Linked DNA regions of Mus musculus: regions 2 and 3 are each linked to region 1. Evidence: chromatin contacts called from public promoter capture Hi-C data. All regions are on one chromosome and are shown on one strand. The core of a region is the stretch at or near the end of the contact, and the rest is flanking DNA. Distances in the headings are between cores, read along the strand shown.

What was found. Capture Hi-C pulls out chosen DNA fragments and counts their contacts.
Region 2: a promoter capture Hi-C map of adipose tissue shows a contact between it and region 1, with 2.1 times the contacts expected there. The contact joins the promoter of Rpl13a here to the promoter of Mamstr in region 1. A contact is called at or near these places in 7 of 39 promoter capture datasets (the C10 cell line, cranial neural crest, embryonic stem cells and 4 more), 5 of 115 datasets of contacts at active chromatin or transcription factors (bone marrow-derived macrophages, embryonic stem cells, microglia and 2 more) and 4 of 9 other capture datasets (adipose tissue, liver, macrophages and 1 more).
Region 3: a contact with region 1 is called in a promoter capture Hi-C map of adipose tissue. The contact joins the promoter of Trpm4 here to the promoter of Mamstr in region 1. A contact is called at or near these places in 7 of 39 promoter capture datasets (the HPC-7 cell line, fetal liver, hematopoietic stem and progenitor cells and 3 more), 3 of 115 datasets of contacts at active chromatin or transcription factors (bone marrow-derived macrophages, embryonic stem cells and pancreatic cancer cells) and 3 of 9 other capture datasets (adipose tissue, liver and pancreatic islet).

Annotation. Positions count from the first base shown.
Region 1 is chr7:45,637,991-45,641,501 of GRCm38.p6, forward strand. It overlaps Mamstr (MEF2 activating motif and SAP domain containing transcriptional regulator), which reads left to right and starts at 1,987. Exons shown (of 10, transcript NM_172418.2): 1 at 1,987-2,040; 2 at 2,712-2,849. The coding sequence starts at 2,792. Rasip1 (Ras interacting protein 1) reads left to right here. Exons shown (of 12, transcript NM_028544.1): 11 at 1-27; 12 at 695-1,102. The coding sequence ends at 894. It overlaps A030001D20Rik (RIKEN cDNA A030001D20 gene), which reads right to left and starts at 768. Exons shown (of 2, transcript NR_152217.1): 1 at 693-768.
Region 2 is chr7:45,127,177-45,130,687 of GRCm38.p6, forward strand. Rpl13a (ribosomal protein L13A) reads right to left here and starts at 1,569. Exons shown (of 8, transcript NM_009438.5): 1 at 1,524-1,569; 2 at 320-392; 3 at 33-98. The coding sequence starts at 1,538. Snord32a (small nucleolar RNA, C/D box 32A) reads right to left here and starts at 287; the gene lies at 207-287.
Region 3 is chr7:45,331,821-45,335,331 of GRCm38.p6, forward strand. It overlaps Trpm4 (transient receptor potential cation channel, subfamily M, member 4), which reads right to left and starts at 1,960. Exons shown (of 25, transcript NM_175130.4): 1 at 1,867-1,960; 2 at 1,562-1,632. The coding sequence starts at 1,890. Hrc (histidine rich calcium binding protein) reads left to right here and starts at 3,449. Exons shown (of 6, transcript NM_010473.2): 1 at 3,449-3,511.

The sequences.
Region 1 (3,511 bases), core at 737-3,236:
CTGCAGAGCGGGATGCTGTGGACACAGGTGTGCAGATCCGGGCTAACGAACATTGAGATGTCTTCTTTATTTGAGACCTAAGAGTCCCTGTTCCCAGCCCTTCCCACTTTCAGTTCCCAGGGTTCAGATGCCCTCTCTGAAGGGCTTAAAGACTGGCTGCAATTATAACAGTAGCAGGGCTTGCTTACTTTGCGGTCCCCTTCAGTAAGTTAAGAAGAGTTCAAACATTTCATTGTTTTTTTTACTTAGACTTAATCTCTTAGCCTCGTCTCTCCACATCTCTTGCCCTAACCCAACTAACAGAGGGATAGGTTTCTCAATCCTCAGAAATCTCCCAAGGTTCCCCAGCCCATCCTCAAGGTTCCAGGGTACCTGGGACCCTATTTTCCTGGTAATGGGCCTTTTTTCCCTAGTTTTCTTGGCTTTTCAAGATAGGATTTCTCTCTGTAGCCCTGGCTGTCTTGTAACTCTGTAGATCAGGCTGGCCTCGAACTCAAAGAGATCCACCTGCCTCTGCCTCCAGAGTGCCGGGATTATGTGTCACCTCCTCCCCCCTCCCCACACACACGTTTTAGCTAAAATTCCCGTCATCCTTTGAAACACAGGGAACCCAGTCTCATCGTTTCTTACTTAAGGAGATAGACCACCTCACACTCATGCTGAGTTTTTAATTCGGTTTTCCTCGTACTCACAGGGGATATCTTTGAAAGTTTTTCCTCGCACCCTCCGCTCATCCTGCCCCTGGGCAGCTCACGCCTGCGCCTCACCGGCCCTGTGACAGATGACGCATTGCATAGAGAACTGCGCAGGCTCCGTCGCCTCCTCTGGGATCTTGAACAGCAGGAGCTGCCAGCCAATCATCGCCATGGACCCCCGGTGGCTTCGACACCTTGAAAACCAATGAGAAAGGAACGCGCGCAGCTTGAAACTGCATCGCTTCTTAAAAGGGAGCCCGCCTGGGCGTAGAGCATTTTGGGAGTTGTAGTTTTCCCTGCGTAGACGGCTGAGAGTTTGAGTTGTTGGGTTGGTAGACGATGGGACAGTGGGAAGATGGGCTTGGGATGTGAATGCCAAGAAGTAATAAAAATATCTGTGGTATTGACCTCACTTGTCAAGATTTGGGGGCCTTAGCAAAGATTTTTTTTTAAGGTGCCAGGGACTGTGCTTGGAACGTTGGGCGTCTGCCGAGTTTGGGGAGATATTTCTAGCCATGGCCTCAGCTTGCCCTCTAGCACGAAATGTGACCCTGTAGTACTGAGCACTGTCACACAACTCGGAACACAGCCTGGACCATGTTCTTCTGAATATCAGACCCCATGTACTACCAGTGAGAACAGGTCATCACCATCTCCCTCTTACCTACAAAGTCCAAACTTTAGCTTTCTCCCCCCAGTCCTTCCGATGCTGTCTGCCTACTGTGCACACCGCTGACTTCCAACACCCAGCACCTCTCGGGTACTAGTCCTATTCCATCAGATCCAAGAATGCAAACCTCAGCTCTCCTCTCCCATACCAGAGGCCTAAGACTCCGTCCACCACCCTCAGACCCAGAGTCCTGACTTCTGCCCCCTTCCTTTTTAGAACTAGGAGTCTGGGCCTCATGTTTGAACTTTCCCCTCCTCTGAACTTGACTCCTACTGCTGTGTCAGGAAAAAAAGAACCAACAGGTGGCACCTGCCGGCAGGGTCTGAACACGACCACCTGCCGCTGTTGCTCACCCGGGTCCCTCTCTCTGCACCTGCTCCTGTCTGTCGCCAGTGACCGCTCCACCCAACCCACAGCTCGGGACTCGGGGGAGGAGATAGTAAGGGAACCCTCGAAGTGAGCCAGGCCGGTCCTCACGGCGTGTGTGTCCCGCCCCTTTTCTGGGTCCTTGCAGGGCTTCTGATCCAAGGCTCGCTCTCTTGACTCCCACTCGCCCTAGAAAGGGGAGTCGAGGGCGGCCCAAGGCTTGTGGGGTGGAGCCTAAGGTCTCCAGCCTAATCCGGGAGACTCCACCCGCTTCAAGGCACAGCTGAGTAGCTGAGAGGAGCCTACCTGGTGAGAAGCCCCTGGGGTAGATATGGGGATTTTTTTTTTTCATTTTACCCTTCATTCTCCGTTCTGGTTCCCCCTTCTGGTCCCAATATCTTTCCCACAGAGCCCCGTGCATGACACTCAACCCATTCTGTTTCAGGGACCCCTATGTTTCCCAGACACTTGTCATATTCTTTGATTCCCGTCTGTCCTAGAATCTTCGATTCTAGTCCCTAACAGCATGCAGTTCTCGTCCTTAATCTCCTCCTCCTTCAGGGTTCAGACTCCAGACGACTGCTTCCTGCACTTTCAAAGGCCCAGAACTCCAGATTCCAATGCTCTCCCTCTTAGATGCAGGAGCCCATGACGCAGGTCCTTCCTGTACCGCCAAGATCCAGGGATTTAGACCCAGCCCTTTTGCTTCCGACTCAGAACTCCAGGCCCAAAGCCTTCTACAGACACAGCAGTCCATGCCCAAGTACTTCTCCCTCCAGCCAGAACTCCAGGCCGCAACCTTTCTTCAGTCCTAGGGCTCCAGGCCCCAGCCCGTGTCTCTCACACCCGGAGGTTCAGGACCAGCCCTCCTTTCTCAGACCCAAGGGCCCAGAGACCAGTCATCCCCCAAAAGAGCTGATCTGGCCCAGTACTTTTGTCTCTAACCTTTCACACTGTCTCCAAAATTCCCCCAATGGCAGCCTCCCGTCATCCACTTTGACCCTGCCGCGCTCTGGTGGCTCTGGCTTCCTCTGTCCAGGTCTCCACCTCAGCCTTGGCAATGACCCTGGCAGCCTCCTCCCAGCGCTCCCAAATCATCCGTTCCAAGTTCCGCTCTGGTGAGAGGTTGCTTGTCTCTATGCATGTGGGGAGGGGTCCCGGAGCCAGGGCCCAGGGTCCCAGTAACATGATTCTCTGGCATGCGTGAATCGACCAGTGGTGTTCACATACAATGTCACTTGTGCTATGGAGTGGAGTAGTAGATGAATGTGCACATGGCTTGCTAAGCCATAGGTGGTGACACCCAAGAGTGCATATGTTGCAAAGGACTTAAACTGACCTGTAGGCAAAGCAGAGGAGCAAACTGAGACCTGAAGTGCATGTGTGTGTGGCAGGGGGACCAAGAGCTATCAAGCCTTGAAAATGTCATTAGCCAGGATTTGTTGCCAATGCAAAGAGTTCTGAACACTCAGAGAGGAGCAGAAATGTGCACTGGAAACTCTTTGCCCCCAAACTGAGGGTCAAGTCTTGAACATGTGAGTGACATTCCTGTGGGTGCATGCCAGCAAGAGTAAGTTGGGGTGGGAAGTCATGTAAAGTTGTAGTGCAAACTAGAGTCCAGAGAGATTTGAGCTCCAGGGTTTAGTTTGCAGGGTGCTGGCTGTGGGGAATTCGAGGGGCAAAGGGGTGCGTGGATAAAAGGAAGTGAGAGGTTGATGAGTCAGGTTGGCAAGATGGCGACTGTGCCAGGGTGGTCACAGACTCCTGAAGTGGCAGGTGG
Region 2 (3,511 bases), core at 319-2,818, 510 kb before region 1:
GCCTGAAGACCACTGCCCCAGCCCTAACTCACACTTGTTTCTGTAGAAGTTTCCAGAAATGTTGATGCCTTCACAGCGTACGACCACCACCTTCCGGCCTAGAGTTAACAGGGAGTTGGAGATTAGTCAGCAAAGCCTCTTGGAAGGCAGATCTCTTGCTCCAAAAGTATTTTTAGGCCAGGGGTCCCAAGAAAGCAGGGGCTGGCGAGTCTCAGAGCGGTGCATGGGTTGATCTCACAGTCGTGAGACTCAAACGAAAGATGGTGAGTGTTGCTCATCATGGACTCCCAGGCAAAGGTAAATGGTGAATGAAACTTACCCAGAAGTACCTGCTTGGCCACAATGGCCGCCAGGCGGCCAAGAAGATGGCCTCGGCCATCCAATACCAGAACCTGTGGAAACAAGAATGCTTAGGAAACAGTTTGGCTTCCCCTATTCCAGGTTAGCAACCCGTCAGGATGCCTACTACCCAGATGAAGCAAGTGTCCCAAAGGGCCACTATAGTACTAACAAAGCCTCAGCAGGCATAGGATTCCTATTGTGTATATAAGTTGATTTTTTAAAATGGAACTTCATTTAACCCTTCCAGGCCTCAAATCCCAGGATAGCTGGGATCCAGTGGCACACCGTTCACTCCAAAATTGACCAGACCTGCTTTCAGACTTTAGCCTGTTGTAACTTTTCATCGGATCCTCAGATGCTCAAGCAGAACCTTTCTTATATGCACTCAAAAGAACCCGATTTAGCTAAGCACACATCGTCCTGTGATTCTGAGCAGTGCAGACTGGATTACAAAGCTAAATCCCGTCTCAGGCATGGAGGCACATGTCTGCATCCCAACCCAAACTACAGAAGAAGCCCATTCCACAGCCACCCTGTTTATTGCTGTTACTGGAGGGTCTCCGGAACTTCCCAAGTTCTTTTTAAAGGGCAAAACTGTCCCAAACAGCACCATTTACTTCCTGAGCAGCAACCTGTCAAGGAATCTAAAGTCAGGAGGAAGGTACAGGCAATTCCTGACCAGCCTCAAAATGAAGAGGTTCCTGCTTCAGTCGGGTGAATAAGTAATATTTAAAGTCTGTCTTATCAATCTCCCCAATTCTGAAGAACACCGAAAACACCCTCAAAAGGCCTACAAGCCTTCAGATCAGATGTTACAGGAATCCGGTGCCCTAAAGTCATGCAAAGCAGGAGCCTGCGACAGTTTCTCCTTATCTTACATACATACACCAGGCATGAGAGATTGCAAGCTCCCCGCACCCCAACGCCTGAGATTACAACCTGTAAAAGTTGTTTCTGGTGTTGGAACCCCAGCCCCACTCCCGTCTTCCCCAGAAAACCCGCTGCATTTCCATCGCCCCATACCTAGGCAGCCGCGGCTTGTTACGCCCGTTACACAGTCCCCTCGCGTGAGACGTTTGCTAAGTCCCATCGCACAAGCGGCGGGGAGCAGTGGCCCCTCACTGCGCTCCCGCCTGGCACCCACCCGACCCCACACCGCCCGGCGCGCGCAGAGTCCGAACCTGCCCCTCCGCCATCTTCGGCAGCCGCCTGGGAAAGGAGGAGGTCTTGTCGCAGGGTTTCTTATCCCTTGCTGCAGGGGCGGAGGAAGTGACGCAGACGGCTCGAACCGAAGAGTTTCCGTCTTCTAATTGGTCGAAGCGGTGAGTGCGCGTCTATCGAGGCGGGCCATTTTTATTTTGTCCAATCAGAATGTCGCCTGAGTTGGCTCTTGGCGGCCATGACTGTGCGGGGCGGGATGTCACGTGGGTTTCGGAGCGGCTTCAGCCGTACAATGCCGGCCAAGCCGCAGCCGCCATATTTGAAGGGATCGCTCTTCTCCGTTCCGGTGTCTGCCATGTGCAGCGCCATTACTCCCATCAAGTGATGGCGGCTGCAGAACATGTGGTGTCCATGAGGGGGCGAGCATAGTCCCTGTCGGCCCTTCAGAGCTGCTCGTGCAGCGGTCCCTCCCCTCAACCCCACAGTGGGCTGACCATCGCTGGCTGTCCTGAACCTGGGAGTCTCGGGTGGAGGAAGCCTTCCAACGGGTGGAGGAAGCCTTCCTGGATGGAGGAGGATGGGGTGAATGAGGGGCTTTGAGGGTCCCGAGACGCAGACGCCCTCACTCGCTTCTATCCCCAAAGGCCTTTGTTTCCGTGACTGTTGTCCGCGCTGCCCTCCCGTCTGTGCGCCTCTAACCGCCCGCCTCCGAAGGGAAATAACTAACCAAAAGACTGTTGGCTATCAAAGACTCGTTTTGTCCTGAAAACCTCCCTAACCAGCCGAGCCTGAGTCGAGTCCTCCTGTAGGTGCCAGCACCGTTTGCTTGCTTGTTACACTTTGGGGCTATGGTTTTGGGGAATTGAGTTGCGTCTGCACATCAAATTCCCATGGGGCGTGCCCTGTGCTGACCCTGGGCTACTGGAGGCCTCGGAAAACAAATAGAATCTTTTGTCGTTGGTTTGGGTTTCTGACGTAAGATTTCTGCAATCCTGGCTGACCTTAAATTTAAGATCCTGCCTCAGCTTCTGGAAAGCCAACAAACCAAGATTTTGAAACCTAAAAGGTGCACCTATTCCCTGTCCTATCCACAGACAGACCCGGATGAGCTGGTTAAAAAAAAAAAAATTATATACAAGTACATGGGGGCAAGAATGGGGTGAGTGGGACTTTTGGTGAGTTGTGATGTCTCCATCCTCGGCAAAGAGCTGGCGGGGTCGGAGCAGTGAGGTCCAAAAGGGGGCTAGTCTCCACCCAAATGTCTGTGTGTCCAGGCTGTGTCTGTCGGGTGACTCCTGCTTCGCCTCAGTATCCTCTGTAAAAGGGGGTGATCAATGGTCCCTGAGGACTGGAGTTCTCACGTGACACTCTACCACTGATCTACGCCCCCAGCCCAGCCCCTCGCCGCTCCCCTCCCCCCCCTCTTAGGTTAGCTTCGGACTTCTATGTAACAGTAGATAACCCAGAATCCCTGATCTTTCTGCCTCTTCTCCAGAGTGCTAAGGAATACAGACAGATTTACACCGCAAACTTTGCTCCATGTCTTTTTTTTTGGAGGTTTTAGGGGCAGGCCTGGTGGCTCACCTGTCTCGGAGGAGGCAGAAGCAGGTCGATCTCTTGAGTTCCCAGCCAACCTGGTCTCCAGAGTCAGTTCCAGGTCAGATAGAGCTAAGTGAGACCCCGTTTTAAAAGAAACCAGATCTTGGCCTTCAAGCTGGGTTAATGGGTAAAGAAGGCCTCTGCTGCCAAGTTTGACCACTTGAGTTCCATCCCTGGGACCAACATGGTGAAAGGAGAGAACCAGCTACCCACAAGTTGTCCTCTGACTTATATACAGGTGCCATAATACACTTTGCCTGCTCCCCATGTGTAATTTTTTTCAATTTATTGGGGGGGGGGTCTGGTGTAATTTCTTTAAAAAGATGAATTACTTTCAGGTGTGGTAGAACACACCTGTGACCCCAGCACTCCAGAGGTAGAGACCGGAGGATTGCACCCACATTCCAGG
Region 3 (3,511 bases), core at 710-3,209, 310 kb before region 1:
GGCTTTCTGGTGCTCAGGTTTCTTGGGTTTGGGTTTTTGGTCCTGGGAACGGAACCCAACACATGCTAAGTATGTGTGCTACCCCTGAATTACACCCTAAGCCCAGAGGTGTAAGAAGGAAAGAAGAGGAAGGCGAGAGAGACAGGGGGCCTTTGTATTTTCCTCACCTGCCTCCATGGATTCAATCTCCACCTATAGCTGGGACCTCAGACCCCAGTATGAATCTCACTCTTCTGCTAAGTACCAGCAGGGTCCCAATCCTCCCCTGCCCGTCTCCAAGGCCCATCATGTACACAGAAGGACCGGCACTCAGCATCCCCTTCCAAACCTGCTTCTTCTCCTGGGCTCATCATCTTGGTGATGGTCCCAATCTCTTCTCACCTTTCTGAATTCCTACCCGCCCTCACGCAGCCCCAGGAAACCACACTCGGGATGGCCTCTGAGAGCCCATGAGGTCTACCACCAACCTTCCCACTCACAACACTCTTGACAGCCTGAACTCTGCTCTACTTTCAAGCCACGCTGGGCTGTCCTTAGGGAGGACTTCGACCGAGCACTTCCAAGGCCCAGAGCCACCTTCAAAGCACCACACTGCACCATCTTTCCAATGACACCTGTAGCCCACCAGCTCCCATCTTGTCCCACTGACTTTAGTCACGCTGTCTGTGACCCTCTGCCAGACCCACCAGTAAACCAGTATCTCTGTTTATTTATACAACATTTTCCTGTCCCACACTGGTGGGACAACAGGCTCCTGATAAAGTCACACTAAGGAAATCAGGTGTCACTGCCCCAAGGCCAAAAGTCTACCCTGAGAACTGAGTTAAAGCTGGACCCCGCTAGGGAGACTAAGCATGCAGCCAAGAAGCCTATAGGGCTTGCTCCTGTCCCCTGCCACCTACAGCACAGCACAGCTTGCAGTGGCAATTGCCCTCTTCTTCTCATGGGAGTTGCAGATATTCCCGGATGTTTATTAGATGTTATTAGGTGATGGGCAGAGTTCCAGAAATGTCCCAGAGTGACCTTGTTTAGTTTGCACAGCGGCCCCAGAAGGGAGGAGCTGTTCTGTGCCCAGGTGACAAGCGCAGCCCTAGAAGGGAATTACTATCCCAAAGCTGCAGAGCTATGTAAGGCTGGCAGGGCTGTGTGGCTATGCTCGCTGAGCCGGGATGACACAGAAAGCCGAAGCAGAGACAAATGACACAAAGAGACAGAGACACAAAGACACAGAATGGATCCCCACCTAGAGGGGAATGAAGAATTCGGGGCGTGCCCTAAGCAGGGTGGCCCAAAACAAGGGCAGGGGGAGGGGTCTGTCTCAAGTGAAGGCGGGAAGGTCCTTAGTGGGCGGGGTCTGAGTGTGTTGAGCTGAGACTTCTGTGGTGGGTGGGGTGTGTCTGTGCACCAAGACCTCCTGCGGTAGGCAGTGAAGGTCAGTCTGTGGTGGGCACCCTTGTCTGCGTTGAGTGGGGCGAGTCCAGTCTATGGGGGCGGAGCCTGTCTGCAGTGGGGCAGGGCCCGCGAACCTACGCTGCCAGGTCAGCAGCCCCGAACTGCTCACCCCGCATCATCGGAGAGGTCCACTATGAACGTCGTGCACACCTTCTTCCTGAAGATCTTAGGGATCCAGCTCTGAGAACCGGAACAAGAAGGGCAGGGCAGGGAGTCGAGTCAGACCCACAGGATTCGAAGACAACCCCGCGCGCCCACGGGACACACTGGGAACTCCTCCCTCGGGCTCAGCCAGGAACCCACGCAGCTCGGTCTGGGAACTCCTGGTCCAGCCACTGCAGCATCTGACCCGGATCCCCGGAGCTGGCTCCGCCTCTGGACCCCACTCACTCCCAGCCCCACGCTGTGCGATACCTGCTCCTTCTCCGGCCCCACCATGCTGCTGCCGCAGCCCCTGAGGCTCCGTGTATTTCCTCCAGCCGCCGACCCGCCCGACCAAACCGGATCCGCAACTTCGCAGCCCAGCCCGGGGCGGGGAGTCCCGGGACACGTCACGGGAGGCGGGGAGAGGGCGGCTGCGGAGGAGGGACAAACTCTGCTGCCAAACCAGTGATGGGGTCGGTTTGGGGGACAAGAAAGACCGAGAGTTGGAAGGCAGAGCAAGCGGAGGAACGAAGGAAGCAGAGTGGGGCACACGATAGATGTCAGCCATGGGACAAACATAGATTCGGAGAGACAGAGACTGAGAGAAAGACCCAGAGAGAGAGAGACAGAAACTAAGAGAGGGACCCAGAGAAAGAAAAGGGGGCAGAGACCCAGAGAGAGAGAGAGAGAGAGAGAGAGAGAGAGAGAGAGAGAGAGAGAGAGAGAGAATATGAAGACAGCAATACAGAAAAAGAATGAGATATCCAGAGATAGTTAGAGACAGATAGAAATACAAAGTGATAGAGCAACAGAGTCCCAGATTCAGAGAGGAGAGACAGAGAGAACAGAGACACAGAGAGAACTAGAGAGAGAGACACACACACAGAGACAGAGATACAGGGAGAAAGAGAGAGACAGAGAGAGAGAAAACACACACACACAGAGGAGAGACAGAGACAAACACAGACACACACACAGAGACAGACAGACACACAGAGAGACAGGCACACACACACAGAGACAGACAGACACACACAGAGAAACAGACAGACAGACACACACACACAGAAAGAGAGAGAGAGAAGAATCAAAGAGAAGGATCAGGGAAGACACAGTAGGAGAGGAGAGGTTAGAATCCTGAGAAGAAACACGGAAGCTCAGAACAGTGACTATAATGGGGGGGGGGGGGTTGACTCATAAAGGACAAAAACTCAAAGACGGTGGATATACTGACAAGTGTGGGGTGGGTGACACTGACCAGCAGAGAAGGCAGTGACACCTGTTTGCAGCCAAGTCCCTTTGGTGGGGACAGCTGAGGCCTAGTAACCTGAGCCCCCAGCACCTCCCCCCTGTTGTATTTATAGCACTGGTCTGGTCCCCTGTCCCCAGATCTGAGTTCCAGTGAGAGGAGGTCATGGGGTGTTGGGCACAGTATTCCTTCACTGTCTTCCACAGCTTCTGCAGGACACCACTGTCACACCGAATGTCCCATTCTGCCTGCACGCTTCCCAGTGTTTACCTTGCAGGGGGCCCTCTGCTCCTGCATCCTCCTCTCCCAGAGCCCCAGGCTTTCCCAGCAAGACACTCTAAACGTTCAGCCTTTGTGCTAAAAATGCCAAACTTGAGCTTGTCACGTCCCTGCCTCCCCCCCCCCGCCCCCGCCATGAAGACCCCTCCACCACCCAGTCCTGAGCCAGAGGAACAGGAGGGGAGGGGCAGGCAGGGAGTGACCAGAATAACTTAGGCTCTGGATAAATTTAGCAGCAAGAAGGGGAGGGGACAGACCCCATTGGTCCAGCAGTGGGAAGGGAGGTCCTGGAACCAGGGTCACAGCTGCAAAGGGGACATCCTCAGAGGGTCATCCAAGACCTGAGGAAGATAGAGAGGCAGAGAGTGGGAGCTATACCACGACAAA